4 separate regions of the Mus musculus genome follow, and regions 2, 3 and 4 are each linked to region 1. Evidence: chromatin contacts called from public Hi-C and HiChIP or PLAC-seq data. All regions are on one chromosome and are shown on one strand. Each heading gives the region's core, a stretch centred on a gene start, on an enhancer-like site or on the middle of the called end of the contact. The rest is flanking DNA. Distances are from core to core; before and after follow the strand shown.

Region 1 (7,035 bases), core at 1,969-4,468:
CACTGCCTCACCCCCCAGCTGAGGCCAGGCAGGGATAGGACAGAGGCATCTAGAAGCACAAGAAAATAAAAGAATGAGCTGACCCCAACTCTACCTGGTGGACCACCTATTAGGGGCAGACCTTGCTCTCGCCTGCTCTTCCTCAAGTGTACATAGATTTGGGGGGAGGGTGGGGGGGAAAGAGGACAGGGTGTTGGCTTAGTGTGTGAGGTTCTGAGCCCATGGGTCTGTTTGCACCACGTCCTGAGTCTGAGGTCCTGTGACTGTACCCTCCTGTCCTAGGTCATTTATATCTCTTGGCTTTGTAATAAATGCTGTGTACACTCTCAAGCCTGTGGTTCTTTGGGACAGAGGGAGGGGGAGGAAGAGGAGGAGGACGGTGAGGACGGTGGTATGCTCCCCAACCTTACAGTGCTAACTGGAGTGGATCTGAACTACCCTGCTTTGGTCACCAGACACCCTCCGCCTCCACAGATCATACTCTAGCAGAAGACCCATGAGCCTTGCCAGTGACCACAGAAACAGTTAGTTAGAGGGCAGGCCTCAGTGTTTATTGACAGCTTTACCGGATGCTGGACCTGGCTCTCAGCTGCCCAACAGGAGAATACAGGTTTTTCAGGGTACAATTGCTAACAAGATGGGGTCCTTGGAGGTTCCCTTCCATGTGTGGCTCAGCATTACTGCCTGGAGTCACAGTACCCCCTCAGAGTGGGGAACCTACTTCTGCTTTCTGTACCTGCTCACTCTTGTGGGTACCGTCACAGTAAGGGGGCCGCTGAGTGGCCTTGCAGGTACATAGGGCCACTGTGCGTGTCTCTTGGGCCTTGAACTTGAGTGGAGAAAGGCCAGTACGCTGGAAGAAGTGGGAGCCATCACAGAAGGGCTGGTGAGAGAGAGACAGAAAAAGGTTAGGGTGGGGAGTGGAGCATTCTCGTTTCCCCGAGCCCTGCAATGTGGGGGTCACAGAAAGGCTGTCATGAAGAGAATACTGTCTCTGTATAATGTTGCAAGCATTTCTCATTGGTCACCTTTGGGAGATCCAGAGACCAGGACAATTTGCAAGAACTGGGCCTCAAGTAGAGGCAATGCTACTACCCCAAGACACACACACACACAGACACACACACACACACACAATTTGCAAGAACTGGGCCTCAAGTAGAGGCAATGCTACTACCCCCAGACACACACACACACACACACACACACGAAGTCACACAACAACTTGTGGGGGCATGGTTTTCTCCTTTCACCATGTGGGCTCTGGGGATCACACAGGTCAGCAAGTAACTTTATCCACTGAGCACTTCCCAGCCAGGTTCTCATGTAACCCAGACCTTGAACACCAATCCTGCCTCTACCTTCCAAGGGCTAGGACAATGGATGTATGTCGCTACACCCTGTTTATTGCGTGTTGGGGATGGATAGATTCCAGGGCTTCCACACACTGCAGACAAAGGGTCTATCCACTGGGTTAGGTTCATAGCCTCACCTCAGTTTTTGTTTGTTTTGGTTTTCTTTTTTAACGGCTAGGTGAGGTTGAGTCCCCATTGGCCCATGAAAGCAACATTCTTTGCAATGTTCCTCAGGGAGGGAGAGAGCCCAGTGCGCAGTGCCTTTGTAGGGTGGGGTCAGTCTTGCCTGTAAGCAAGGGGGTGTCTACAACAGCCTGCCTAGAGTACCACTATGAATGTGAGCACCACATCTCACAGGAGAACCCTTCAAAGGATGGTGAAGACAGAGGCCCAAGGAGGGGAGAGGCCTTGTCAGGGGCAGAGTGTGCGGAGAGATGAACTAGTGAAAACTAGAAAACCAGCACCCTGCCTAAAGGGCATGGGCATGTACCCACAATCCTCTGGCTGGCATGCCCTTGAAACTGCCCCACCCTCTGGAATATCTGTTCAAAGGCCACAAAGGAAGCCTCCAGAGCTGGATTTATGGTCTCAACCACAGCATGGGAAACAGGACAGAGTTCTCCAGAATGAAAGGGAGAAGCTCCGGCTACAGTGAAGGGCTCCTGTACAGCTGGGATGGCATCGGATGGCAGCAGGCAAGCAGGAAAAGTCACATCCAAGGTGAAAAGAGACCTGGGAGGGGACATCAGGGAAGACTGAACAGAATCCTCCCAGCTGTGAGGACCAAGGCCTGGCACATGGGCTGCTTGGAAGGAGCAGGGCGGGCAGCCTTCGAGGAGACTGAGTCAGCCACAGAGCTGTGGCCCTTCTGTACCTCCTAGGCTCCTGGGGAGGGACATGGACATACACTGACAATGGCCATCCTGATAGTGGTGTCCCTGACCTGTGAGCTGGTTCCTGCCATCGAGCCCCATCCCCCAATTGTATGTATCTCACCTATATACAGAAAGAAGGGAAATGTGGACGGACTGAAAGTCCCCAGGATAGACCATGCTGACCCCAAGCACGTGGAGAGGAGGAGATGGATGTTTGCGTGTCACACTGCCAGGCCTAACCGTTAGCGTCAGAGATCAGGCTGTGTCACATCTAAAGGAAAAGCTACAGGAGTAACTCACCTGATTCTTGCTTCGGCCACATACACACCACCTGTAGGTTTTCCCGGCAACCAGCTCCAATCTGATGGGTGTCTTCTGTGCCACCACTGGCTTGGCTGGGTCTTTGGGGAACCATCGGGCCTATGATCAGGGTGGATGAGTGACTCGGGATGATCCCAAGTCTTGGATATACTTTTAGTTGGCGGGGGGTTCTGTAACTCTTCTTCAAACTCTGGGGCTTGAAATCAGGTGGCTGTCCTCCCCTCAGTGGGAGACCTGGTTCCTTGCCTTCTGCCCTCTGGTCCACCAAACCTTCCCTAGAGCATGCTGGGAGCAAGGGTCTCCCTGTCGCTGTCTTGGATGTAGCTCTTGAGGTTTGGGGAACTGATAGGAGTTGTGCTGAGATTAGACAAGAGGTGTACTCACCAGCCAAGAAGAGATTTCCCGCCTCTGATACGGCTTCGACAAGGCAGGCAGGCAGATATGATTTGGAAACAGAAAAATAAAATCAGTGGGGAAGGAGAGACGCCGGAAGCCCATCAGGGAAGGGAAAGACCACAAGTCAAAGGAGCGTGGGACCTTTTTTTTTTTTTTTTTTTTTTTTTTTAATGGTTGGGAAAAGGTTCAAAGAAGAGGCGCTGCGGATCTTGGCATCTACTCGGGAGCTCCCTCCGGAAAGACTGCCCTGTGGGGACGCGCGGCCGAGGGGTGGAGTCTGACCTGGGCCGGTGGAGGCGGGGCCGAACGGCCAGGGGTCACCAAAGATGGGACGCTCACCCAGACGCCGCGCATGACCACAGCATGCAGGCTCGTCCCCCACGCTGCGCATGGCCGCTCTGCGCGTAGCCGCGTCCGGGTCGCCGCCCTCTCCGCTCCGCCCCCAAGGAAGACACCGCCCAGGCCCGCACAGGATGGGCACGGCCGAGCCGCCCTGGAGTCGGCAGGTGCCACCCTGGCTCTAGAGTTCAAGGCAGTCAGTGTGTATGTGGATCTATCACTCTGCAGGGCTCTGACGTCTGCATCTTCACCTGCACCGCACATTCTGTGCACTCCGGTTTGAACTATTCTTACAAGTACTTGAGAAAAAGGGGTCACTGACCGTATCCTGTCCTCCTCCCTCGGGCCTCCAGTTAGGAACCCATCTCCCTCCCTACAATAAAGCCAGACAAAGCAAGGTCTCTTTGGATTTTCTTTTTTTAGTAAAACATTCTTTTATTAAAAGAACAAGTGCTGTTTACGAACTGCCCTTCGTACAAATAACATCCGTTATACAAAGATACAAGACCCAGGCTATGCACAATTCCAGGCTTGGAGGTCGCAGGGGAACACCGTCTCTTGGGCTGAGGATATAAAGGTTTCAGAAAGAATGAAAAATGAGCCCCTGGGTTTGCAATCTGTGGCTTCCCTTCCTTGCTCCCTTAGGAAGGGTCTGCTACATGGAAACAGGCTGGGATGGAAGGAAGGGAGCCACAGTCCTTCGGGTCTTCAGTCCCAAGTGGGGCTGGAGAAAGTGAACACAGGAGAAAGAGGACGGTCCTCAGTCCCCAACGCTTCAGTAGGTCAAGACAAGGTGGTCTGCTGGGAACTAGACACACCTGTAATCCAGGAGGAAGCGGCTGGAGGGAACAGAGGGACTCCCTGACCCCACCTCCCTCCGTCCTAGCGGGCACCTCTCCCTGGCCCCACCTCCCTCTGTCCTAGTGGGCACCTCTCCCCAGGCACCAGCAGTCTGTTACTCCCTTTGGCCCTCTGCACTCTTGGGATGACTGAGACTAGCAGGGCGGGCCTGTGTCTCTGAAAACAGGTCAGCATTTCCAGGGTGGGAAGAGGAAATGGAACTGGTAGCCTCTTTGGGCTCTCATTTGTCTAGGCCCTTCCTAGGAGTCTAGGGTGGGAACTCCCTGGGTCTTCACACAAGGAAGGGAAGGGATCACCAGCAGTAGACCCAGGAGCTTGAGAGGGACACCCACAAGCTGGGGGATGAGGGAGAGGGGGATGGGACATACAATTTATTTCTTCTCTTAAAGGCAACCCTTAAAGTGTCATTGTCTGTGGAGGATTCGTCAGCTCAGAGCTAAGACAGTCAGTGCTACATAGATACCTTCCCGCCACGGGCACAACCCTACTACACTCACACCACCACACTCACCACACACACAGGGACAGCCAGCCAACCAGCTGCAGCTAAAAGGCTTGACAGTCAGGCAGTTATGACCAGAAGGCCAGGTACAAAGGCTTGTCACTGCTGTTGCTGAGGTCACGTCACTCCTAGGTTTAGAGCAGTAGCCTGTAAAGCCAGCTCCAATGACCCCCTGATCAGCATCCATCAGCCATGACCCAGCCACCCCTGCCCTGGTGGGCACAGGCTCAGCATCTGTCACCCGCTCACCTCTTCTCACTTAGGGTGGTGACATTAAGATCCACTCATGCATTCTGAGACTCCACTTCCGCTCTGCAAACCACATCCTCCCCCTCCCAGATAGAGATGGCCCCAAATCTGCATCCTTTCTCTCCTTCTACCAAGCTCTTTATCAAAAAAAATGGACCAAAGCCAGACATAGTGGCACACACCTTTAATCCCAGCACTCAGGAGGCTGAGGCCAGCCTGGTCTACATAGCAAGTTCCAGGACGACCAAAGCTACATTAAGAGTAGACCTTGTGCCGGGCGTGGTAGCGCACGCCTTTAACCCCAGCACTTGGGACCTTGTCTTTAAAAAAAAAAAAGGTGAGGTCATCAGAGCCATTTTGCAGAACCCTGGTCCCTCCCAAGGACCCTAATTCTCCCTGTGCTGCGGCACCAGGCCACACCTCTCCTCATGTCTCAGGATATGGAATAGCACCACCAGCTCGCCTCTAATCCCAGCACTCTGGAGGCAGAGGCAGGCAGATCTGAGTCTGAGGCCAGCCTGGTCTACACAGCCAGTTCTAAGTCAGCCAGGGCTACACAGAGAAAACCCTGTCTCGAAAAACGCCTCCCCACCCCACCCCACCCCCAAAAAAGAGGAGCCAACACCAAACCATCCAGCCCAGAGGCCTCTGCAAGCCTGACCTGACTCTGTTAGGGCATCCTGCCTGGCCCAGAACAGGGAAAGGAGCCCAGGGAACTGCTGAGAACAGAGTTCCAGAGCCCCGAGCACCCCTGCGCCACAATGCAGGGTACTTGGCTCTGCGTGGGGCAAGGGTGTGGGCCTGGATAAAAAGGTCGTAGACGAATCTGAAGAATCACTGGCTCGTAGACAAGGAGGTCTACAAGAGCGGAAGAGATGAAGATGTCTTTCTAGTAATAGCAGTTAGAAAAGTATTTCTGAGGTCATCTCAACTGTCCCCCAAAGTCCTTCCAAGTGTCAAAGGGTTGCCTCTGAAGGGTCCCGGCCCATCCTATCTTATCCTATCTTATTCCTGTCTTATCAACAGGAATAGTATTTCCCAGATCATGGGGGGTGGGAGTGAGGGACAACAGTTGAGCAGCACAGGCAAAAATATATCTGTACTACGTTTCTGTCCTTGCCAAAAATATACACCTTTTCTTTATTAAAAAAAAAAAAAAACCAAAACAAACAAGCAAAAAAAAAAAAAAACAACAACAACAAAAAAAACCCCCAACAACAAAACTCAAACGTAAACACACCAAAATGCACACATGCAGAGACCCACAGACATGAGCAAGGGAAACTGGAACTGACCCTCAGTCCCAGCCAGTGCAACCAAAAGGGACACAAGGCCTCCTTGGCGGTGCTCCGTGTCCCACTCAACGTTTTTCATTACCGCCCTGGGCAGAAAGTCTCTGCCACTTATTACTACACCCTGGAAAATAGCTGGTGGGGTAAGGGGTGGTTGTTAGCTTAAGTGGCTCTACTAGCTGGTGAAAGGATTCAAGAGGCAGGCTAGCTACTTCGGAGAGGGAGACTTTTGCTAAAAAGAAGTGGCACTTTACCCCTCCCCTACTCTCTTGTGCCAGGACTGATCAAACTAACAGTGGGGGAGGAGGCCCTGAGGGGCCCTGAGGTGGGGTAGAGGGGAGGGAAGGTAGGGTATTACCCTGATTCAGAGCCCCCAGCCCCTAGGAATTCTCCAATACTGGAGGTACTGGTCTGTTGTTTGTTTTATGTTTTTTATAAGTTAACCATTCATGCCCTGGAAAAGGAGCAGAGTTGGTGAGGGGGTAGAGGATGCAAGAGCTAGGAGCTCCTGCCCTGGTACTGGCCACTGCCCCGGTACTGGCCACTGCCCCAGTACTGGCCACTGCTCCTGTCCTTGCCCTTGGCTGCCCCAGGTCCAGAGGAAGAAATGACAGATAGACAGACAGGTTAAACAGACTAACCATCTCTCTCTTTTTCTCTCACTCACACACACACTCACACACTCACAATCTGTGGAGTCAGGCAGCCCCCTCTCCCCACCCTCGGCACTCCTCAAGCCAATAGTGCAAAAAGGGGCAGGGCACCCAGGTCAGCACGGGACGTCCCCAGCCAGCCCCATCATGGGGCCCCAAGAAGTGCTGTCCTGCCCTTCCTCAGCCCCCCAC
Region 2 (7,035 bases), core at 1,543-4,042, 380 kb after region 1:
AAAAAAAAAAAAAGACGAAGAAGAGAAAAGTAGGTCCAGACACATGACTTTAATCCTGGCATTCCAGAGGCAAAGGGAGGCAGATCTCCATGAGTTAGGGACCAGCCTGATCTACACAGCCAGTTTCCAGACAGCTAGGGCTACATAGAGAGATCTTGAGGAGCGGGAGGGGGAGAGGTATTTCATAGTTTGACAAAGATTAGAGACCTAAAGACCCGTTTACATGTTCTGTGAAGTTTGAACTGTAGCGCTGAAAGATTGGACACAAGGGTGTGACAGAAGGGTAATGGATGAGGGGGAAAACCCAGCAAGGCCTGTCTGTTGAGATTCCTGGTCTATGCGATGTTCTTCCTTACAGGGTGGGTGGGGTAATAGGTTACAATCTAAACGTAAGATAGAAGTTTCTTTATAGTCAACTCACAGAGAGGACAGGATTATTTTAAGCTTAAGTGGCTGGCTTTGGGAGAAAGGGCTGGTTTTCCTCTTGTTACTCTTGTGATCTGCCTTAGGGAGGAGGACTCCTACTGTCTGTGTAGCTTGCCAGGGAGAGCATCAAAGGGTCAAAAGCAAGCAAGGCAAAGGTCAGGAAGACACTTAGCCTCTGAGATCCTTATTTGGGGGTATTTTCTGAGTCATCTACAACTTTCTTTTCTTTTTTTCTTTCTTTTTTTTTTTTTTTTTGGTTTTTTGAGACAGGGTTTCTCTGTATAGTCCTGGCTGTCCTGGAACTCACTTTGTAGACCAGGCTGGCCTCGAACTCAGAAATCTGCCTGCCTCTGTCTCCCAAGTGCTGGGATTAAAGGCGTGCGCCACCACTGCCTGGCTCATCTACAACTTTCAAGCTCATTTTCTTTGCTTTTTTTTTTTTTTTCAAGCTCATTTTCTTACCCACATATTTCTGCACCTTTTCTATTAATTAATATTAACATGTTAATACTGCCAATCTGGGGCTGACCCATTAAAGCAACCCACATTACATACTTCTGAAGCTAAGTCACAAACAACTGTATATAAAAGTATCATTGAGGCCTTCCCTGGTGAAAAGACCCTCTTCAGCTATTTGGACTCTCCAGCAATTCGGAGGGAGGCTTTTGATCTCTGAAGTTCATTCCCTCACCAATCCCTGAAAATGTAGTCTAGGTTATTGTGTCTGGATGTCTTGATTCCAGCTTTCAACTTTGACTAGATTCTTCCCTTTAAGTCTTTCCAAAAAATTGCATTAATCAATGAATCTGTTGGCTTATTTGGTGTGTGGGTCTGTACGTGAGTTGCCTGCCTCCGTGGGAGAGTGTGCCATTCCTGCGCATGTGCAGGCCTCACAGCAAGTACGTGGAGGTCAGAGGAAAGCTTGTGGGGTTCCTGGTTCTCACCTCGCTGGGGCAGGATCCCTCATTCCTGCTGCTGCATACTTTAAGGTTGGACTGTCTTTTTTTGAGACAGGTCCTTAACATGTAGATCTGGCTGGCCAGGAATAGCTATGTAGACCAGGCCTTAGATTCACAGAGATGTACCTGATTCTGTCCCCTGAGCCCTGGGATTAAAGGCATACACCACCATGCCTAGCTAAATAAAGAAGTATTTTCAAAAAATATTATGAAAGCAGGCAGTGGTGGAGCATATCTGTCTATAATCCTGGAACTTGAGTTATGGAGACAGGAGGCTAGCCTAGGCTATTACATAAGACTCTATCTGGAAAGAAACTATATGAAAATGCCCTGTGTGTGATGGCTCACATGTGGAGACTCTGGACACTTCTGCGCCGGGTCCTCCTCTCAGTGTGAGTGCTGGGATTACAGACGTGAGGGTTGCAGACGTGAACGCCACTGCACTCGCATTGTGTATTGACTTCCTGTGTGTACTGAGCCAGCTATGTGGCCTTAGAGATCATTTCTTTCTTTTCTTTTCTTTTTTGTTTTTTTTTTCGAGACAGGGTTTCTTTGTGTAGCCCTGGCTGTCCTGGAACTCACTCTGTAGACCAGGCTGGCCTCGAACTCAGAAATCTGCCTGCCTCTGCCTCCCGAAAATAAAGCTGATTCTTAACTCTAACAGATGTTCTGCTCTTGGGTTAGTTTTACTTGAGTCCCCACCAATTTCCAATGTCACTGTTGTAATGGTCCCTGTACTAAAATCCAGCTCTTGGTCTCAGCCTTCCTGCTAGCTGATCTGCTTGGACTCCTTCAGCTTGTGGCAGAGAATGTGTGGGTTGGATGTACGGGGAAGCTCTTTCCCTCTGAAGCATGGAGCCTCTGTCTTCTTGTCTCTGGGTAGATCTTCCAAGGCAGGAAGCAGTTGGCCTGTCAGGCAGTCTCTTACAATCCTGGCACTCTGTGAAATTCAGGAGATGCCAGAGGCCAATTGAGGCAAGGCTATTCAAACATCCATTAAGACCCAATAACAGCCAGGCCTTGCTGTGGGTTGGTATACAACTTAATCAAGTCACACGTTGTTGAAATGAAACTGAGGCCTGGGTTGCTCTGGGTTGCTCGCTGCAGGAGAGTGCTGAGTGTCTAAATCGCTAGGGTATTGTTTGCAGGGGAGGCCGCCAGGGGAGAAGGGAAAGGAGGGTAGATGTTTATCCCTGGGTGTTTTTTTTTTTTTTTTTTGATTCTTAGAAACAGTTGAGCTTAAAGAGCTCCTACAGAGGGTGGTGCCTTTCACAGCTGAAGGCCTCTTCTTTAGGTGAGTCAAACACCTTGCCTGTTTATCTGGAATGGGGCGTGGGGGGAGGAAAGGGAAGGCGGGAGGGCAAAGAGTAGAGAGTAGTTGGGAAAAGTTCCAAGGCCTCTGAGTGTATGTGGGAGTGGTTGTGTGAAATGCTAATTCCTGCTATTGCTTGGCAGCCTTTCTGGAAACTGTGATGACAGCTACTGGTGGGAAAAATCACTCGGGAACAGAGCCATAGCCCTGCTTCTAGGTAACTGGCTATCACCTGAACCGTTCCTTAGGACAGACTACTGCTGATTCCTTGCTTTCTGCCTCTCTTGCTCATGTGATAAAGTGAGAGCATTACTTTCCTTGTTTGACATCTTCTGTTTTGGATAGAGAAGGATCCATGTTTCTTTCTTTCTTTTTTTTTCCTCTTTTCCTTTTTTTCTTTTGAGACACGGTTTCACTATGTAGCCCAGGCTGGCCTGGAACTTATGTGTAGACCAGGCTAGCCTTCCATTCCCAGCAACACTTTTTCTGTCCTGTCTCTGCCTCCTGAGAGCTGGGATTATAGATGGACGTTGTCATGCTCAGCTGAGAAGTTCATTTTCTAAGAGCAGTGACTCCAAGCCAGGCCTCATGGTGATGGGTCTTTAATCCCAGTATACCCATTTAATCTCAATACTTGGGAGGCAGAAGCAGGTAGATCTCTGAATTTGAGGCTAGTTTGGTCAAACCCTGTCTTGAGAAAGAAAAACAACAACAGCTCTCGGTTTTAGCGCCATCTTCCTTGAGACTCCTGAGCCATAAGAGCGAAGTGGCAGAAGAAGATAATGTGCAGGCTGAAGCGCAAGAGAAGATAAGGCAGTGGTCCAAGTTAGCCAGCCGGTGCAGCCACGACGCCTGCAGGAGCAGAAGTGAGGGATGCTGAGGGCCGGGACGCCGGGACAAGCTATCGGACTGTGTGCTGCCATTGGTAATGAGTCTCAGTAGAACTGGAATGTCACCTCGCCACGATCGCCTGGAGAAATGACCTCCTTTCTTATAACCAAAACAGTCCCGCTGGCCCTCTGCCCTGGACCCCCGGCACTCTGGACTAGCTCTGTTCTCTTGTGGCTAAGTGTAGCTCGTGTACAATAAACCCTCTTGCAGTCAGCTGAAAAAAAAAAAAGGAAAAGAAAAAGAAAAACAACAACAACAACAATAGCGACAGCAGCAGCAGCAGCAGCAATCAGAACAACAGCAACAGAGCAGAGAATCAGTAAAGCCACAATCTTGACGTTAACCAGAGAGCTCACTGAAGAATTAAGAGCCCTGGACAGGAGGTCAAGTCCACAGAGAAGACACAGTTTTTTTATTTTCCTAAGACAGGGTTTCTCTGTGTAGCCCTGGCTGCTCTGGAACTCTCTTTGTAGACCAGGCTGGCCTCGAACTCAGAAATCTGTCTGCCTCTGCCTCCCAAGTGCTGGGATTAAAGGCGTGCGCCACCACGCCGGGCCTTATTTTGGTTTTTTCAAGACAGGGTTTCTCTGTGTAATCTTGGCTGTCCTGGAGCTCACTCTGTAGACCAGGCCGGCCTCAAACTCAGAGATCTGCCTGTCTCTGCCTCCCAAGTGCTGGGATTAAAGGTGTGTGCTAGCATGCCTATCGACAAATTTTATTTGTAAAAAAATATACAAAATGCAATTGTTGGTGTACAACAAATGGTTTGCTTGCACCTATGTCTGTACACAGTATATGTGCTGTGCCTGGGAGACCAGAAGATCTACTGCAACTGCAGTTCCATGTGGATGTAAGCTGGCATGTGATGCTGAGACTAGAACATAGGTCCCCTGGAGGAGAAGCCAATGCTCTTAACCCCCAAGTCATATCTCCAATTCCTAACATAATAAAACAGCAGCAACAGCAGCAGCAACAACAACAACAAACTTTACTTTTTTTTCCCTGTTTGTTGAAATGGATTGAATGCAGCCTAGTCTGGCCTTGAATTCACTAAGTAGCCGAGGCTGGCAGTGAACTTCTTCTTCTTCTTCTTCTTCTTCTTCTTCTTCTTCTTCTTCTTCTTCTTCTTCTTCTTCTTCTTCTTCTTCTTCTTCTTTTTTCAAAGATTTATTTATTGTTATATGTAGGTACACTGTAGCTGTCTTCAGACACACCAGAAGAGGACATCAGATCTCATTGTGGGTGGTTGTGAGCCACCATATAGTTGCTGGGATCTGAACTCAGGACCTTTGGAAGAGCAGTCAGTGCTCTTACCCCCTGAGCCATCTCACCAGCCCCAGCAGTGAACGTCTTACTCTCCCGCTTCCACCTCTCTGGTGCTGAAATTACTGTGTGATACAATTTCTATATTTGGGTATGCTTCAACTAGCTTTACACATTCCCAAGATAGCCATAGGTCACTCATTTGTGTGACATGGATTTGTGTCTCTCCAGGATACTGTGAAAAGGAAAGGAAACAAAGCCAAGCTTGGTGACATACACTGGTAATACTAGCTCTGGGATGGCAGAGAGGCAGGAGGATCAGTAAAAGCTAAAGGCTAGCCTGGGCTACATAGTGAGACCCTTTATCAAAAGAGAAAAAATGTATATATAATTATATAATGTATAATATTATACATATTTATATATACTGAGACAGGGTTCCTCCATGTAGTCCTGGCTGTCCTGGAATGTAGACCAGGCTGGCCTCAAACTCACAGAGATCCGACTATGTCTGCCTCTCAAGTGCTGGAATTAAATGCATGCTGTATATCACCACCACCCAGTAATAAAAAAAAAAATAGTTTAACTCCTGTAAGTAATAGCTTCTAAAACTTTTATTGTTTTTTTTTAAGATATTCTGTTGCAGTAAAATACCTGTGGTTGACCTGCCATTTTTAAGTGAGCAATGCCGAGCACCCTCTTGAATAACTTCAGCCTTTCTTAACTAGGACAGAGATTCCAGCTGTTGACAAGGGCAGAGAAAGGCCAACATAGAACTTAACTGCTCTACTACCGCCCTTTTTCAATATAGTCCACGGAAGCATTTTGCTCTGAATTTGAAGCTAGGCCATTGACCAGGCATTGTGGCCTATGCCTGTAAATCCAGCATTCAGGAGCTTGAGGCAGGTGGATACAAATTTTGAGGCCAGCCTGAGCTACAGTCACCCTGCCTCAAAAAAAGAGGGGGAAAAAAGCAAGCTAGACCATGAAAACACAGACCAGTTGTATTGATGTATGTGCTAGTGAACAAATGTGGATTAAAGAGAGAAAGGAAAGGAAAGGCTGGATATGAGGGCACACATTGGTAAGGCCAGCAACTGGGCAAGTGGGGGCAGGAGGATCAAGAACTAAAGGCTAGGCCTGGTTATGTAGTGAATTAGAACTTAAGGGCAGCCTGGCCTATGTGAAACCTATTCTGAAACAAAGAAACAAAACCCACCATCACCACCACCACCAAAGAACAGAGGGTTGGTGTTGTTGGAGGGACGGATCCACAGGTCAAAGCATTTGGAGGTGCTCCGGATTCAGCCCCCACATGATGGTTCACAGCCATCTGTGACTTAAGTTCCATGAGATCCAATGCCCTCCACAGACTCAGACACGGACATCCACACACGTAAAATAATTTAATAATAAACAACAACAATGGGCTGGTGAGATGGCTCAGTGGGTAAGAGCACCCGACTGCTCTTCCAAAGGTCTGGAGTTCAAATCCCAGCAACCACATGGTGGCTCACAACCATCCGTAAGGAGATCTGACTCCCTCTTCTGGAGTGTCTGAAGACAGCTACAGTGTACTTACATATAATAAATAAATAAATCTTTAAAAAAAAAAAAAAAAAACAACAACAATAAAGGGCCTTAATCTCAGCACTCTGGGGGGCAGAGGCAGGCAGATCTCTGTGGGTCCCAGGCCAGCCTGGTCTATAAAGTGAGTTCCAGCTAGGGTTACAAAGTGAGAGCTCTGTCTCAAAACAAAAACAAAGAAACAAAAAAATTAAAAAAAAAACAAAAACAAAAAAAACCAAAAAACAAAAGGAAGACGAATGGTAAAAGGAAAGACAGAGTGGAAGCAAACAAATACATGTAATAAAAGGCTTGTGGATATTATTACACTACATGGAATGCTCAATAATGATACGCCACGTGGTCAACATGTCACCTTCCAGGAATGCTTAGCTCGCTCAACCAATGTCAGTGCATGAACTGCTAACACGGCGTTTATCCGGCTTTGAAAATCAGCTTGCCAGGCTCTCTCTCAGGTTGTTCACGTTTGCTTTAGAATGAATCTATAGAGCCCATAAAAATGATCACCTGCCAAGTCCTTAAAAAGGCAACTGGATCCATGAAGCTCTCTGGGTCTCTATAGCTTCTATAGGGACGAGAAGAGAATGAAAGCAGAGA
Region 3 (7,035 bases), core at 1,914-4,413, 360 kb after region 1:
AAAATGGTAGTGGTACAAGCCTTTAATAACTTAGATGCCAGAGGCAGGCAGATCTCTGACTTTGAAATCAGCCTGGTCTATAGAGTGAGTTCTAGGATTCAAGGCTACACAGAAAAAAAAAAACCTCTCTTAAGAAAGGAAAAAACGCCGGGTGTGGTGGCGCACGCCTTTAATCCCAGCACTCGGGAGGCAGAGGCAGGCGGATTTCTGAGTTCGAGGCCAGGCTGGTCTACAGAGTGAGCTCCAGGACAGCCAGGGCTATACAGAGAAACCCTGTCTCGAAAAACCAAAAAAAAAAAAAAAAAAAAAAAAAGAAAGGAAAAAACATTTTTTATTTTTAATTTAAAAATGGTCCTGAAGATAGAGAAACAGTTCACCAATTAAAACATTTTCTGTATATGTAAACCACATAATATATTAATTTGTGAATTATCACAAAACCTTGACATTTAATAGCAATTAATACTTTATATTTCTGGAGCAGGAAGAAATTTTTCTGAAATCACATCTTTTTGTTTGTTTGTTTGTTTGTTTTTCAAGACAGGATTTCTCAGTGTATCCCTAACTGTCCTGAAAATTATTCTGTAGAGTAGGTTGGCCTCAAACTTAGAGATCTGCCTGCCTCTGTTGGGATTAAGGGCATGTGCCACCAGACGCCCAGTCAAAGATCACATCTTTTAGGTGGGCAAGGATATCCTCTAAGATTTGGAGCTGATAATTGCTCTGCACTGGTAGAGGGAACATAGTCCAATACTCTACAAGAATTAAAAGTTCCTTATCTCTGCATGAGGCCAATGACCAGCCTCATCATACACTGTCAACTTTGACTCGTAAAGCACGGCCATGTGTCTTTTCTGACCTCTTCTCCCCATCTCTGGGCTTCTGAAGTGCAGGACGCCGGACTTAGATGCTATGTCTCTCCAGAGAGTCCTGCATCACCAAAGAAGGAGTGGAAAGCCAGCCCACCAGGACACAGATGAAGGGCTTTCTCTGCTCAGATCTCAGTGTGAAGTGAAAATGAAAACTGAAGAGAGGAAAGAAAGGAGACAGCCTCCTCCCCTGGGCAGGGACTGTCACAGAGAGTGCACAGCGACCATGGCAGTCCTCTGGGCACGATGGGACCACCATGTCCACAACCTCACAGCAGCTGGGACTGCAGCATTAAAATCCAGCCAGTTGTCAGGCAGTGGTGGCACACGTGCTTAATCCCAGGACTCGGGAGGCAGATGGGGCTGGGGTGTCCACTTACTTGTTTAGACAAAGGTGAGCTTCAATGAAAATATCCTTAGCTTTTTCAGGGAAGTCTTTTGTTTTAAAATTTGCATCAAATTCTCTTATCTTTCGGATTCTGTAAAATTAAAGCAAGAAAATCATCCTAAAGATGACGTCACAGCAGATAAAAGTGCGAACCACCAACCCATACAGCCTGAGTTCAACCTCAGGAGCTCAGACGGTAGAAGGGAAGGGCTGACTGCCTCAAGCTGTCCCGACCTCCACATTTGTGCTGTGGGAGGAGCTAGTGAGTACACATACACACACAAACAAACAAACAAACAAACTGCAATAAAGTTATGAAATCTTCATGTAATCTCCATAACTCACAGTTCACACTAATCCCCCACGTCCATCTTCCCGTTTAATGATTACTGTCTGGATGTGTCTAGACTATATATTCAACTCTCTGTTACATCAAATGTAAAGAAAGAATAAGCAGGCTGGGTGCAGAGGTGCATGGGTGGTGCCTTGAAGAGGGGAGGCAGCAGGGCCGTGGGAGCACAGCCTTTAATCTCAGGAGGCAGAGGCAGGCAGATCTCTATGAATACAGAGCTAAGCTGGTCTACACAGTGAGTTCCAGGCCAGCCATGGCTACATAGTAAGACTCTCCCAGAAATAAAACAAGCTGGGTGTGGTGGCGCACGCCTCTAATCATAGCACTAGGGAGGCAGAGGAGGGGGTTCTCTGAGTTTGAGGTCAGCCTGGTCTATAGAGCAAATTCTAGGACAGCCATAGGCAGAGAAACTCTGCTCTATAAATAAATAAATAAATAAATAAATGTAAAAGCAAAGAAAAAATAAAGCAACAAGAAAATGTCAATTTTAATAAACCAAGTCAAGAAGGATGCCTGATGCTAGGAACGCCATCGCTCAAGAAGCTAAGAAAAGAGGAGCGCCAAGTTCAAGGACAGCCTGGACTACATAGCAAGACCTTGACTCTAGGGTCCAGAGAGATGGCTCAGTGGTTAAGAGCATTTGCTCGGGCTGGTGAGATGGCTCAGTGGGTAAGAGCACCCGACTGCTCTTCCGAAGGTCCAGAGTTCAGATCCCAGCAACCACATGGTGGCTCACAACCATCTGTAATGAGATCTGACTCCCTCTTCTGGTGTCTGAAGACAGCTACAGTGTACTTGCATATAATAAGTAAATAAATCTTTAAAAAAAAAAAAAAAAAAAAGAGCATTTGCTCTCTGGCAAAGGGCTGGGTTTGGTTCCCAGTACTGATATATAACAGCTCAAAGCCACTTCTAACTCTAGCTTTAAGAGATCGGATGCCTTCTTTTGGCCTCCACAGGCACGGCACACTTACATAAAAATGGAGAGAGGATGACAAACTCATCAACTAACGCTGAAGATGGCTGAGCATAGTCGTCCACACTTTTAATCCCAATACTTGGGAGGCAGAGGCAAGAAAATCTTTTTTGACAAGGACAGGGATGGACGGATCACGGTGGCGGAGCTGCGGCAGGCAGCACCAGCTCTGCTGGGGGAACCACTAGAGGGCACTGAACTGGATGAGATGTTGCGAGAAATGGACCTCAATGGGGATGGCACCATAGACTTTGACGAGTTTGTAATGATGCTATCTACAGGCTGAGGCACCTTCAGGGACAACCTACTGGCCCTGGAGGCCAACACACCAGCAGACACCAGACTACCACACCCTTCCCCAGCATGGAGAAATCCCCCTTCCCCCAGGCTGGTTCACCCCCTCACCACACCCAACTCCAGAGTCTGCCTGTGCTGTCTTCTCCCACCCCCAAGCTGTGGAGAGAAAAAAAGTGAAGCTGGTTACAGTTTTCACTGGAGAACATGATTTGAATCTCTTTAGATCCTGGAGAGGTAGGGAGTTCCCCACAACTGGCTGCATTCAAATGAATGAGGCATAGTGCATTGGGGGAATTCCTAGGACATGATGAACTGAGAGATTAGCTAGATCACTTCCCACTACTTGTTTGTATAAAGGGTTGTTTTTGAAAAATGAACTTGGGCCTGGTAATGACTTTGTAGGTAAAAGTTTATGCCACTAAGCCTGAATTTGATCCCTGAAGTTTGTGTGGTGGAATGAGAGAACTAACTTCACAAAGTTGCTCTTTGGTAGGCTAATGCCCTGTTCACACCCCCTTGAATAAATAAATAAATGAAAAGTGAACTTGAAAAAAAAAAAGATGGAGAGAGGAAAATCAATATGATATACCATAGAACACAATAAGAATTAAATATCTCGGGGGAGGGCATGGGGGACTTTTGGGATAGCATTGGAAATGTAAATGAGGAAAATACCCAATTAAAAAAAAAAAGAATTAAATATTGCATGTTCTTCTCAGCCCAGAATATTGAAGCCTAATTATCTCGGACACGTACGCCAGCTGTGATGCCGCATTCTTTCTCAATCGCTCAGTTCTCTGCGTCAATCCTTCCTTTGAAAGAGATGACATTCGAGCATCACCCTCTGGTGGAACATAGGGATCAAATATACCAGCTGTGAGGAGAGAAGAAAATTAAGAAACCATTGAAAGACTTAGACAACATCATCTTGTGGTCATACAAGGTGGACTAATCAAGTAGACTTGCACATAGAGAAAACTTTGTTACACTTGTGCAAGTACCAGGAACTAAGTGTTGCACTATTGAGATATCTTTTGTTATGTTGAGGAAAAAAAGGAAGAAAAAACAAGAAGGGGGGGGGGCGGCTGGAGAGATGGCTCAGTGGTTAGGAGCATTGACTGCTCTTACAGGGGTCCTGAGTTCAATTCCCAGCACCTAGAAGGTGGCTCACAACCAGCTGTAATGGGATCCGATGCCCTCTTCTGGTGTGTCTGAAGACAGCTACAGTTTACTCATATATAAAATAAATAAATCTAAAAAAAAAATAAAACAAGAAGAAAAGAAAGAGTATTTTAACTTCTCCTAGAGTCTGTTTCTACTTCTACAAACTAGAGAAATTTCATTCTTTCTAGAAGTGTAAAAACAAGATCAAAAGATGACCTCATGGGGCTGTTGAGATGGCTCAGTAGGTAAGAGCACTGACTGCTCTTCTAAAGGTCCTGAGTTCAAATCCCAGCAACCACATGGTGGCTCACAACTACCCATAATGAGATCTGATGCCTTCTGGTGTGTCTGAAGACAGCAACAGTGTACTCATTTATTTTATTTATTTATTTTTATTTTCAATTGTAGATTATATTATCTTATACCCAATGTTCCCAAAATTTGACTAGAAAAACTTGAAATTATCCATAATTTCAGCAAAGTGCTATGATACATAATTGACTTACAAAATTTACCAGTCTTTTTTTTAAAGATTTATTTATTTATTTAATGTGTGTGAGTACGCTGTAGCTGTACAAATGGTTGTGAGCCTTCATGTGGTTGTTGGGTATTGAATTTAGGACCTCTGCTCGCTCCAGTCAGCCTCACTCTTTCCTGTCAACTCCACTTGCTCAGTCTCTGCTCACTCTGGCCCAAAGATTTATTTATTATTATACATAAGTACACTGTAGCTGACTTCAGACACACCAGAAGAGGGTATCAGATCTCATTAAGGGTAGTTGTGAGCCACCATGTGGTTGCTGGAATATGAACTCAGGACCTTTGGAAGAGCGGTCAGTGCTCTTACCTGCAGATCTATCTTGCCAGCCCAAAATTTACCATTCTTTTTTTTCTTTTTTTTTTTTTTTGGATTTTTGAGACAGGGTTTCTTCGTATAGCCCTGGCTGTCCTGGAACTCACTTTGTAGACCAGGCTGGCCTCGAACTCAGAAATCCGCCTGCCTCTGCCTCCCGAGTGTTGGGATTAAAGGTATGCGCCACCACTCCCGGCCCTTAATTTACCAGTCTTAATACATATGAATAACAAGCATGTGAGAAAGAGATCATGGACACACTCTTCTTTCTAGCTTCTCAAATAAAATAAAAATATTTAGGATATACATAATAAAAGAGGTTAAAAAAAACCTACAATGAAAACTTTAAATGTGTAAAGAAAGAGATTAAGAAACATACTAGAATTTGAAGACCACCCAAGCGTATAGCTTGGTAGAACTAATATTGTGAAAAAAGACCTTCCTACCAAAACAATTTACTGATTTAATGAAATCACAATCAACATCCTAATCTCATTCTTTACATAAATAGAAAGATAATCCTCAATTTGATATAGAACGACAAAAGACTCAGAAAAACCAGTTAGTCCTAGATAAGTGTTTGTTTCCATGCATTCTGTTCATTTTAAGTGGTAAGTGCATCTGTCTAAGACCCTAACTTTTATACATCTGTTTCTATTGAATCGATTTTGTTTGATATTAGAATGGCTACTCCAGTTTGTTTCTTGGGACCATTTGCTTGGAAAATTGTTTTCCAACCTTTTTCTCTGACATAGTGTCTGTCTTTGTCACTGAGGTGCATTTCCTGTATGCAGCAAAATGCTGGGTCCTGACTACGTATCCAGTCTGTTAGTTTATCTATTTTTATTGGGGAGTTGAGTCCATTGATGTTAAGAGAGATTAAGGAGAAGTGATTGCTACTTCCTGTTATCTTTGTTGTTAGAGGTGGAATTATGTTTGTGTGGCTATCTTCTTTTGGATTTGTTCAAAGATTACTTTCTTGCTTTTTCTAGGGTGTGGTTTCACTCCTTGTATTGGTATTTTCCATTGATTATCCTTTGTAGGGCTGGATTTGTGGAAGATACAGTGTAAATTTGGTTTTGTCATAGAATATCTTTTCTTCGTCTATGGTAATTGAGAATTTTGTTGGGTATAGTAGCCTGGGGTGGCATTTGTGTTCTCTTAGGGTCTGTATTACATCTCCCCAAGATCTTCTACCTTTCATAGTCTCTGGTGAGAAGTCTGGTGGAATTCTGATAGGTCTGCCTTTATATGTTACTTGACATTTTCCCCTTACTGCTTTTAATAATCTTTCTTTGTTTTGTGCATTTGGTGTTTTGACTATTATGTGATAGGAGGAATTTCTTTTCTGGTCCAGTCTATTTGGAGTTCTGTAGGCTTCTTGTATGCTCATGGGCATCTCTTTCTTTTTTTTTTTTTTTTTTTTTTAAATATTTATTTATTTATTATATGTAAGTACACTGCAGCTGTCTTCAGACACACCAGTCAGATCTCCTTAAGGATGGTTGTGAGCCACCATGTGGTTGCTGGGACTTGAACTCAGGACCTTCAGAAGAGCAGTCGGGTGCTCTTACCCGCTGAGCCATCTCACCAGCCCCCGGGCATCTCTTTCTTTAGGTTAGGGAAGTTTTCTTCTATAGTTTTGTTGAAGGTATTTACTGTCCCTTTATGTTGGGAATCTTCCCTCTCTTCTATACCTATTATCCTTAGATTTCGTCTTCTCATTGCGTCCTATATTTCCTGGATGTTTTGGGTTAGGAGCTTTTTTGCATTTTGCATTTTCTTTGACTGTTGTGTCAATGTTTTCTATGGTATCTTTTGCACCTTAGATTTTCTCTTCTATCTTTTGTATTCTGTTGGTGATGCTTGCATCTATGACTCCTGATCTCTTTCCAAGGTTTTCTAATTCCAGGGCTGTCTCCCTTTGTGGTTTCTTTATTGTTTCTATTTCCATTTTTTGATCTTGGATGGTTTTGTTCATTTCCTTAGTCTGTTTGATTATATTTTCCTGTAATTCTTTAAGGGATATTTGTGTTTTGTCATTAAGGGCTTCTACCTGTTTACCTGTGTTTTCCTGTATTTCTTTAAGGGAGTTATTTATGTCCTTCTTAAAGTCCTCTATCATCATCATGAGAA
Region 4 (7,035 bases), core at 1,691-4,190, 320 kb after region 1:
AGCAGCCAATGGCCATTAAATTCTGCTTCCAAGGCAAAACACCATACAATGGTATATGCCTTTTTCACTTCCTAATCTATTAGACGCAGCAGCTAATTTCACGCCACACCTCATACTTGTCGTCTTGGGAATCTTAGAGCAAGTCCTGGTCAATGTGGAACAAAGGCAAGACAAACCACAGAAAATTATCAATCCATCCTATGCCATTATCCACAGCTCCAACCGTGCCCTCACCCTCAGCTAGTGCAAATTTCATCCACATTGGCAAGTGGAGCATCAAATACAGAACCTACCACTGTGGGGGATGGGGATTGTTTCAGAAACCACACACTTTTCAAGACCTAAGCTCTCAGCAGTAATTCATTCATTCTCTCTCTCTCTCTCTCTCTCTCTCTCTCACACACACACACACACACACACACACACACACAATAATAGTAATAAAAACAGGCCCTACCTAAAGGAGTAGACACAGGGAACAACAATCAGGGCAAGGATCTGGGTTTGGCCCATGACACAGATGTTCAGAAATGGCAACAAAGCCAAAATAAGTCCACACCTTTTATCTTGGAGAATTAAAGTTCCCTTGAAAATCCATGTCCAAGAATGGGTGGTTTGTGAACAAGGATAAACTAGGAAGCTTTAAAAAAAAAATTTAAATTGGGCCCAGATATACTTATCTTTCAACATCCCCCTACCCTCCAAGATTCTAGTGCTCAACAAAGTTATCAATTTATCTGCTCTTTGCCCTTGGTCTGTCACTGTCTGTATGTTTCAAGACTACATCACAGAAACCATACCAAGACCAATTCCAATCAGGCACAGTGGCAGCAGGCCTGGTCCTTGGGAGGAGGTAGGAAGAAAGAGCAAGAGATCCAGACCAGTCTGCTACACAGTGAATTAAAAGCAAGCCTGATCAACATAATAAAAACCTTGTCTAACAAAACAAAACAAAAGCCACCAATTCAAGTTTAAAACAGATTCAGAACTACAACTCACAATGTTATACCACAAGGTAAGACTCATTCATGGCTGCAAAAGCTGACAGCTTTCCAAACTGACACTACAGAACTATGTCCCGACAGTAAAAGTCTAGCCACTTCTTAGAAATTCAGGGGAACAACTCACCATTTAAGTTTGGAATTGCCATTAATTGGACTAGAAGTCACTGTGTATACCTCACCTAGACCTCTCACCTCCGTGTGAAAGTGAGAGAGTCAGCACAACGCCATTCAGAAAGTGGTCAGCACACAGGCTTTAGACAGCAAATATCCAGGAACAACCAGAATATTAAGGGAGCTGCCCAGCTAATTGCTGGCCAGACTCCTCGGGCTATTTGCATGCTTGTACTTGCGAAGAGAGTGAAGGCTGGTGCACTGAGAGAACAAGCAAGACGATCAAGATAATAACAGGCAGGTGATTGACACCAGCTTTTCGGCCCCAAGGCCACACATTTCCAGCAACCTTCAGCAATGGTAGTAATAACAGACATGGGAGGGGTGCTTAAAAAGTGGGGCCGGAACAGGGATGGAAGGTGAGGCCGGGCTTCAGATCATCCCCAGCAAGAGACGCTAACCCACTGAGAAGTGTCACAGAGTGTGAACTCTCCGAGAGTTGAAAGCTGTTTCCACAATTAGCTCTGACCTAATGCGAGATGTCACCACCTTTAATCCCAAGTGTCTGCCTCCTCCTGAAGTCCACAGCTCAGCTCTAACAGTATCGTGTTGGCAGTAGGGGAAAACGAGGGAAACGAAACAAGAAATGGAACTTTGTCGCTTGCCCACCCCCAACCCCCAAGCCAATCTCACCTCCCCGTATCCAGCTCCCGGACCGCTGAGCCTCCCATGTCGGTCAGGCTCGCAGCTGAAGCTGCCAGATCTCCCGAAGGCCTCTTGCCGGTCCCATCCCCGCCGCCCGAGCCGCCGTTACAGCTCTTCGTGCGAAACAGGCGACTGAGGCGGATTTTGAAGGAGCCCTTCCGAGAAGGGCCTGCGAGAGGCCGGAGGGGCCCGGGAGGCGGCGGCGGTGGGGGAGGTTGCTGCTGCTGCTGCTCCCCTCGGCTCAAGCGCCCTGGAGGGACCAAGTCCTGCAGCGGAAAGGGCACCGGGGGTAGTTCGGGACCCGGAGGCTGCAGAAGCAGCCGGCCACCCACTCCTCCTCCTCCACGGCCGGGGCTGCTGAGCTCCTCTTCCGAGCAGCTGTTAGTCTCCAGGCTCTCGGCCTCCGATTCCAAGCCCTCCAGGACCAGCAGCGCGTCGCTCGTCTCCGTCGGGTCCTCCCCGGCCTGCGGGGCGGCAGCAGGCGGCGGGGGTTGCGGCGGCGGCGGCTGCGGGGGACACGGGCACGGACAGCAGCCTCCGCCGGCAGTCTTGATCCCCGGCCCCGCCGGCTGTCCGAGCCCCAGGGCCGCCAGCTGCGCCTCTAGTCCAGCCACGGGACCCCAGGTCCGCTCGAGCGCCAAGCCCGGCGGGAGGGCCTTGGGATCCAGCGCGCAGCGGTGCCGGGGACACAGCAGTTCCGAGGGTCCCGGCTCCCGGGCCGCCTCCGCGTCCTCCTCCTCCGGCGGCCGCCCCACGTTGCGGAACACCATCAGCTGAGGCGGCCGGGCGCCCCGCGAGCCGGGCCGCGCGAGGAAGGGTGGTGGCGGCGACGGGCCATGGCTGTGGCCCGGGGGCGGCGGCGGCGGCGGCGGGCCTGGCTCGGGGGCGGCCTCTCCATAGCCGAGGAGGCGGCTCAGGACCCGGTACGAAGCGGCCGCCGCCGCCGCCTCGCCGTCCCGGAGCTCGGCCCCCTGCATCGGGGTGGCGAAGGGAGGGAGGGCGGGCGGCTAGGAGCCGGGCTGGGTGGGGACTAGGCCGGGCCCCGCCGGAGCCCCGCCCGCCGCGGCCCCCGGAGCGACAGCGCTAACGGCCGCCGCGGCCTCTGCCTCATAGAGGGGGCGGGGGGGGGGGGGCGCGCGGAGCCCAGCGCGAGCCCAGGCCGCGCGCTGCCGCCGAGGACCGCCCCTAGACGTCACTTCCTGTCCAGGGCCCGCCCCCTTTCCCCAGGGTGCGCAAGCGTCGGACTCCACTCTGCCTGACGTTTCTCTTGGCCCTGGTAGCTATTGGCCGTCTGCTGCATCTGGGGCCTCCGTGGTCTCCGGCACCGACCCCTGCTTTTTCACTTCCTGGGCGCCCGGGCCCTGTCCACCGTCCTGTGTAGAGCAGTGCAGGCCTCGGGACCCGGGTCTGGACCTGGGAGAGGGTCGTGGACCTTGGCACTGTCTGGGGGTCTTGTCCTGTCCATGCTGCCTGGAGTGTGTGACCTTGGCCAAGTCATTTCATTACATCTGCATCCTCTTTCCTAGCATCCGATGAACTGTGGAATGACTACATGAAAATGGGTTGTAGAGCCTGCAGTGTGCTCTTCCGTGCCAAAACAACTGGATCTTTGAGAAGACAAGAGTGTGTATATAGTTAGCATAATCTCATCATGAATTTGAAATGAAGAATGGATATACACAATTCCAAGAAATGAAGATATACAATAGCCAATTCTGTACGACTGATGGCCAAATACATCCTTCCACTGATTGTTGTCATAGTGTATGTCATGTTGAGGATAGAATCCAAGACGTGGCACGTGCTAAGCAACAGTTCCATCACCAGACCTCATTCCCAGCCCTTCCCAAAATGATGACAAGTGACCAAGGACTGCAATTGTAACAAGAATTTTTACTAATATTTTCCTCTGTTGATGAAAGAGAACAGTGAAAAAGCAAAACCTGATCAAATCATCAATCATGGGGGCAACTTTGCTGAGTCGGAATTGGTTTCAGTGACGGGGAAGAGTTCCTTCAACGTTTTTGTGCCATTGCTAATGTAACACCTACAGATAGATGTACAGGAGATGTAAATCAGAATCGCTGTCATAATCTCCATCACTTAAAAAAAATGTATGTGTATGCACATGTGTGTGCAGAATCCGAGAAAGGGCATCAGATCCCCTAGACCTAATTATTAGCTGCCCCAAGTCCCTGGACATGGGTGTTGAGAGCTGAGTTCTGACCCTCTGCAAGAGCAGAACAAGCCGTTATCTGCTGAGCTAGCTCTCTAGGCCCCTCCATCTCTCTTTCTTTCTTTCTTTCTTTCTTTCTTTCTTTCTTTCTTTCTTCCTTCCTTCCTTCCTTCCTTCCTTCCTTTCTTTCTTTCTTTCTTTCTAGACAGGGTTTCTCTGTGTGGCCCTGGCTGTCCTGGAACTCATTCTGTAGACCAGGCTGGCCTTGAATTCAGAATCATGTCTGTGCTGGGAATGAAGGAATGTGCCATCACCACCCAGCTCCCTATACCCCTTTTGTTTTTCAGACAGGGACTCTCACAAGTATCAGGACTTAAGTTTGGATCCCCAGCACAGTATAAAAGCCAGGCAGAGCAGCATGTGTCTGTGATCTTCGCACTTGATGTGGGGTGGATCCCGGGAGCTCCCTCACCAGTCAATCTAGCCAAATTGATGAACTCCAGAATCAATGAGGAACAGGCACATTACAGAGCCATCTTCCCAGCCCAGTGGGGTCATTCTGAAATAGAAATTTGCTCACAGCCTGTGATTGTAAAGATGTATTTACATATATTTCTCTGCACACCAAAAGACAGCATCAGACCCATTACAGATAGTTGTGAGCTGCCACGTGGAGTCCTGGGAATTGAACTCAGGACCTCTGGAAGAACAGCCAGTACTCTTAACCACTGAGCCATCCCTCCAGCCCCACAGCCTGTGATTGTAGTTGTTCATGCTTTCTGCATTCTTAGGATAGAGAGAAAACCCTCTATGTGACATATAGGGTCCTAATGGTTTTGCCCTGCCTACGTCTTACTCTTACACATTGCCCACCAAGCTGTATCTTGTCTGTTCAGTTCTGCTAACACCGTTCTTTTTAAGACTTATTTATTATTATACATAAGTACACTGTAGCTGACTTCAGACACACCAGAAGAAGACGTCAGATCTCATATTAAGGGTGGTTGTGAGCCACCATGTGGCCGCTGGGATTTGAACTCAGGACCTTTGGAAGAGCAGTCAGTGCTCTTACCCGCTGAGCCATCTCACCAGCCCAGTTACACCGCTATTTTCAACATTCATGGGCATTCTTCTGTTATTTGCCACTGCTACCCCTTTTTTCTCCTGCAGTGTCAGGACACAAATCCAGTGTTTATATCTCCAAAGCAAAGCTGCAGCTTGACCAGTGGCCAGCATCTCCCACCTAACTAAGCTCCATTCTCAGATAAGTTTTCTCTCGGGTTTGTGCTCAGTGAACTGGCCAGCCTTCAGACTGAACTCTCTCCTCACCAGACCGGGGAGATGTACGTTCTCTCTCAACTTCAAGACCCAGTCTCTGTTACGCTTAATTGCACATGTGTGATTTGATTAACACTCTGTCCAGACTAGAGAGATGGCTCAGTGGTTATCACTGACCACTCTACCAGAAGACCCAAATTCAATCCCCAGCTCCCACACAGGGGAAGCTCACAGCTCCCAGTCCCAGGTGACTGCATCCCTCTAGCTTTCACGTGGGCGTGCCCATACACAGGTGACTAAAAATGAAATAAGTCATGGAGCTAGAGAGATGGCTCACTTAAGAGCACTGCTTACAGTTTGGAGAGATGGCTCAGAGGTTAAGAGCACTGACTGAGTTCAAATCCCAGCAGCCACATGGTGGCTCACAACCATCTGTAATGAGATCTGATGCCCTCTTCTGGTGTGTCTGAAGACAGCTACAGTGTACTTAGATATAATAATAAATCTTTAAAAAAAAAAAAAAAGAGCACTGCTTACTCTTCTTGTGGATCCCAGTTCAGTTGCCACCACCTACACTGTGGCTCACAAAGGTCTAATTCCAGCTCCATGGGATCAGATGCCCCCTTCTGGACTCCTTGGGCACCAGACTCACACATGGTAAATAGACAAGCAAATATGACAGCCATCAAAAGCATAAAAAAGATAAAAATAAAAACAAACAACAACAACAAAAAATAGGGTATGGTAGTGCACACCTTTAATCCCAGAACTCAAGAAGCAGAGACAGGTGGATTTCTGTATGTTCTAAGCCAGCCTGGTCTACATAATGAGTTCCAGGACAGCCTGAGCTACATAGTGAGACCATGTCTCAAACAAACCAAAGATAATAACAATAAAATATAAATCTTTAGGGGCTGGAGAGATGGCTCTGTGGGTAAGAGCACCCACTGCTCTTCCAAAGGTCCTGAGTTCAAATCCCAGCAACCACATGGTGGCTCACAACCACCTGTAATGAGATCTGACTCCTTCTTCTGGAGTGTCTGAAGACAGCTACAGTGTACTTACATATAATAAATAAGTCTTTAAATAAACAAACAAACGAACAAACAAACACATCTTTTTTTTTTTTAAATCTGGGGCTGGCAAGATGGCTCAGCAGGTAAGAGCACTAACTGCTCTTCTGAAGGTACTGAGTTCAAATCCCAGCAACCACATCGTGGCTCACAACCACCTGTAATGAGATCTGACTCCTTCTTCTGGAGTGTCTGAAGACAGCTACAGTGTACTTACATATAATAAATAAGTCTTTAAATAAACAAACAAACGAACAAAAAAACACATCTTTTTAAAAAAAAAATCTGGGGCTGGCAAGATGGCTCAGCAGGTAAGAGCACTAACTGCTCTTCTGAAGGTACTGAGTTCAAATCCCAGCAACCACATGGTGGCTCACACCATCTGTAATAGGATCTGACACCCTCTAAAGACAGCTACAGTGAGTGGAGTTTTATTCCCAGCAATCAGGTGAGGGCTCACAACCATCTACAGTGTACTCATATACATAAAATAAATAAATAAATCTTAAAAAAAAAGTCTGCCTCCTCTAGTAAAATATAAGTTCCAGAAGGCAATGTTTGTTCTCTGTCCCTCACGGCCTCTCTAATGTCAGAACGTAATGTCAATGACTGACATGAAGTAGGCCCTTGATATAGAAATACAGAATTGTCAGACAACCTTAAGCCTCATGAACGATCCACGATTCAA

Evidence for each region. A called contact is a pair of places that touch in the nucleus more often than the background predicts. HiChIP or PLAC-seq counts read pairs in DNA pulled down with a chosen protein or histone mark.
Region 2: a FOXA1 HiChIP or PLAC-seq map of pancreatic cancer cells shows a contact between it and region 1. The contact joins the enhancer-like site here to the promoter of Cisd3 in region 1. A contact is called at or near these places in 3 of 39 promoter capture datasets (the C10 cell line, liver and pre-B cells), 1 of 484 Hi-C or Micro-C datasets (muscle stem cells) and 3 of 115 datasets of contacts at active chromatin or transcription factors (bone marrow-derived macrophages, large pre-B cells and pancreatic cancer cells).
Region 3: a contact with region 1 is called in a Hi-C map of B cells, with 6 read pairs. The contact joins the enhancer-like site here to the promoter of Cisd3 in region 1. A contact is called at or near these places in 1 of 39 promoter capture datasets (the C10 cell line), 2 of 484 Hi-C or Micro-C datasets (B cells and muscle stem cells), 2 of 115 datasets of contacts at active chromatin or transcription factors (embryonic stem cells and large pre-B cells) and 1 of 9 other capture datasets (embryonic stem cells).
Region 4: a contact with region 1 is called in an H3K4me3 HiChIP or PLAC-seq map of embryonic basal ganglia, with 3 times the contacts expected there. The contact joins the promoter of Socs7 here to the promoter of Cisd3 in region 1. A contact is called at or near these places in 4 of 39 promoter capture datasets (3T3-L1-derived adipocytes, the C10 cell line, liver and 1 more), 1 of 15 datasets of contacts at CTCF or cohesin (large pre-B cells), 4 of 484 Hi-C or Micro-C datasets (B cells, nephron progenitors and pro-B cells), 8 of 115 datasets of contacts at active chromatin or transcription factors (the SCID.adh cell line, embryonic basal ganglia, embryonic forebrain and 5 more) and 3 of 9 other capture datasets (adipose tissue, liver and macrophages).

What each region holds. Positions count from the first base shown.
Region 1 is chr11:97,682,116-97,689,150 of GRCm38.p6, reverse strand. Cisd3 (CDGSH iron sulfur domain 3) reads right to left here and starts at 3,218. Exons shown (of 3, transcript NM_001085500.3): 1 at 2,936-3,218; 2 at 2,531-2,650; 3 at 526-883. The coding sequence starts at 3,049. The coding sequence ends at 704. Mllt6 (myeloid/lymphoid or mixed-lineage leukemia; translocated to, 6) reads right to left here. Exons shown (of 20, transcript NM_139311.2): 20 at 3,693-7,035. It overlaps Pcgf2 (polycomb group ring finger 2), which reads left to right. Exons shown (of 10, transcript NM_001163308.1): 10 at 1-328.
Region 2 is chr11:97,298,113-97,305,147 of GRCm38.p6, reverse strand. Gm31005 (a long non-coding RNA gene) reads left to right here. Exons shown (of 4, transcript XR_389002.3): 3 at 2,613-2,679; 4 at 2,841-3,817. Among named protein-coding and RNA genes, the nearest start is that of Gm31005, 9.5 kb to the left of the region's middle. Within about 2 kb of position 2,792, at least 140 of the 459 cell types and tissues checked have an H3K27ac peak or open chromatin away from gene starts, as enhancers often do. A contact at or near this core is called in liver, muscle stem cells and pancreatic cancer cells, where this site is marked.
Region 3 is chr11:97,318,164-97,325,198 of GRCm38.p6, reverse strand. Mrpl45 (mitochondrial ribosomal protein L45) reads right to left here. Exons shown (of 8, transcript NM_025927.4): 3 at 3,639-3,756; 4 at 1,250-1,348. Among named protein-coding and RNA genes, the nearest start is that of Mrpl45, 6.0 kb to the right of the region's middle. Within about 2 kb of position 3,163, at least 19 of the 459 cell types and tissues checked have an H3K27ac peak or open chromatin away from gene starts, as enhancers often do. A contact at or near this core is called in B cells, where this site is marked.
Region 4 is chr11:97,358,197-97,365,231 of GRCm38.p6, reverse strand. Socs7 (suppressor of cytokine signaling 7) reads right to left here and starts at 2,940. Exons shown (of 10, transcript NM_138657.4): 1 at 1,809-2,940. The coding sequence starts at 2,797.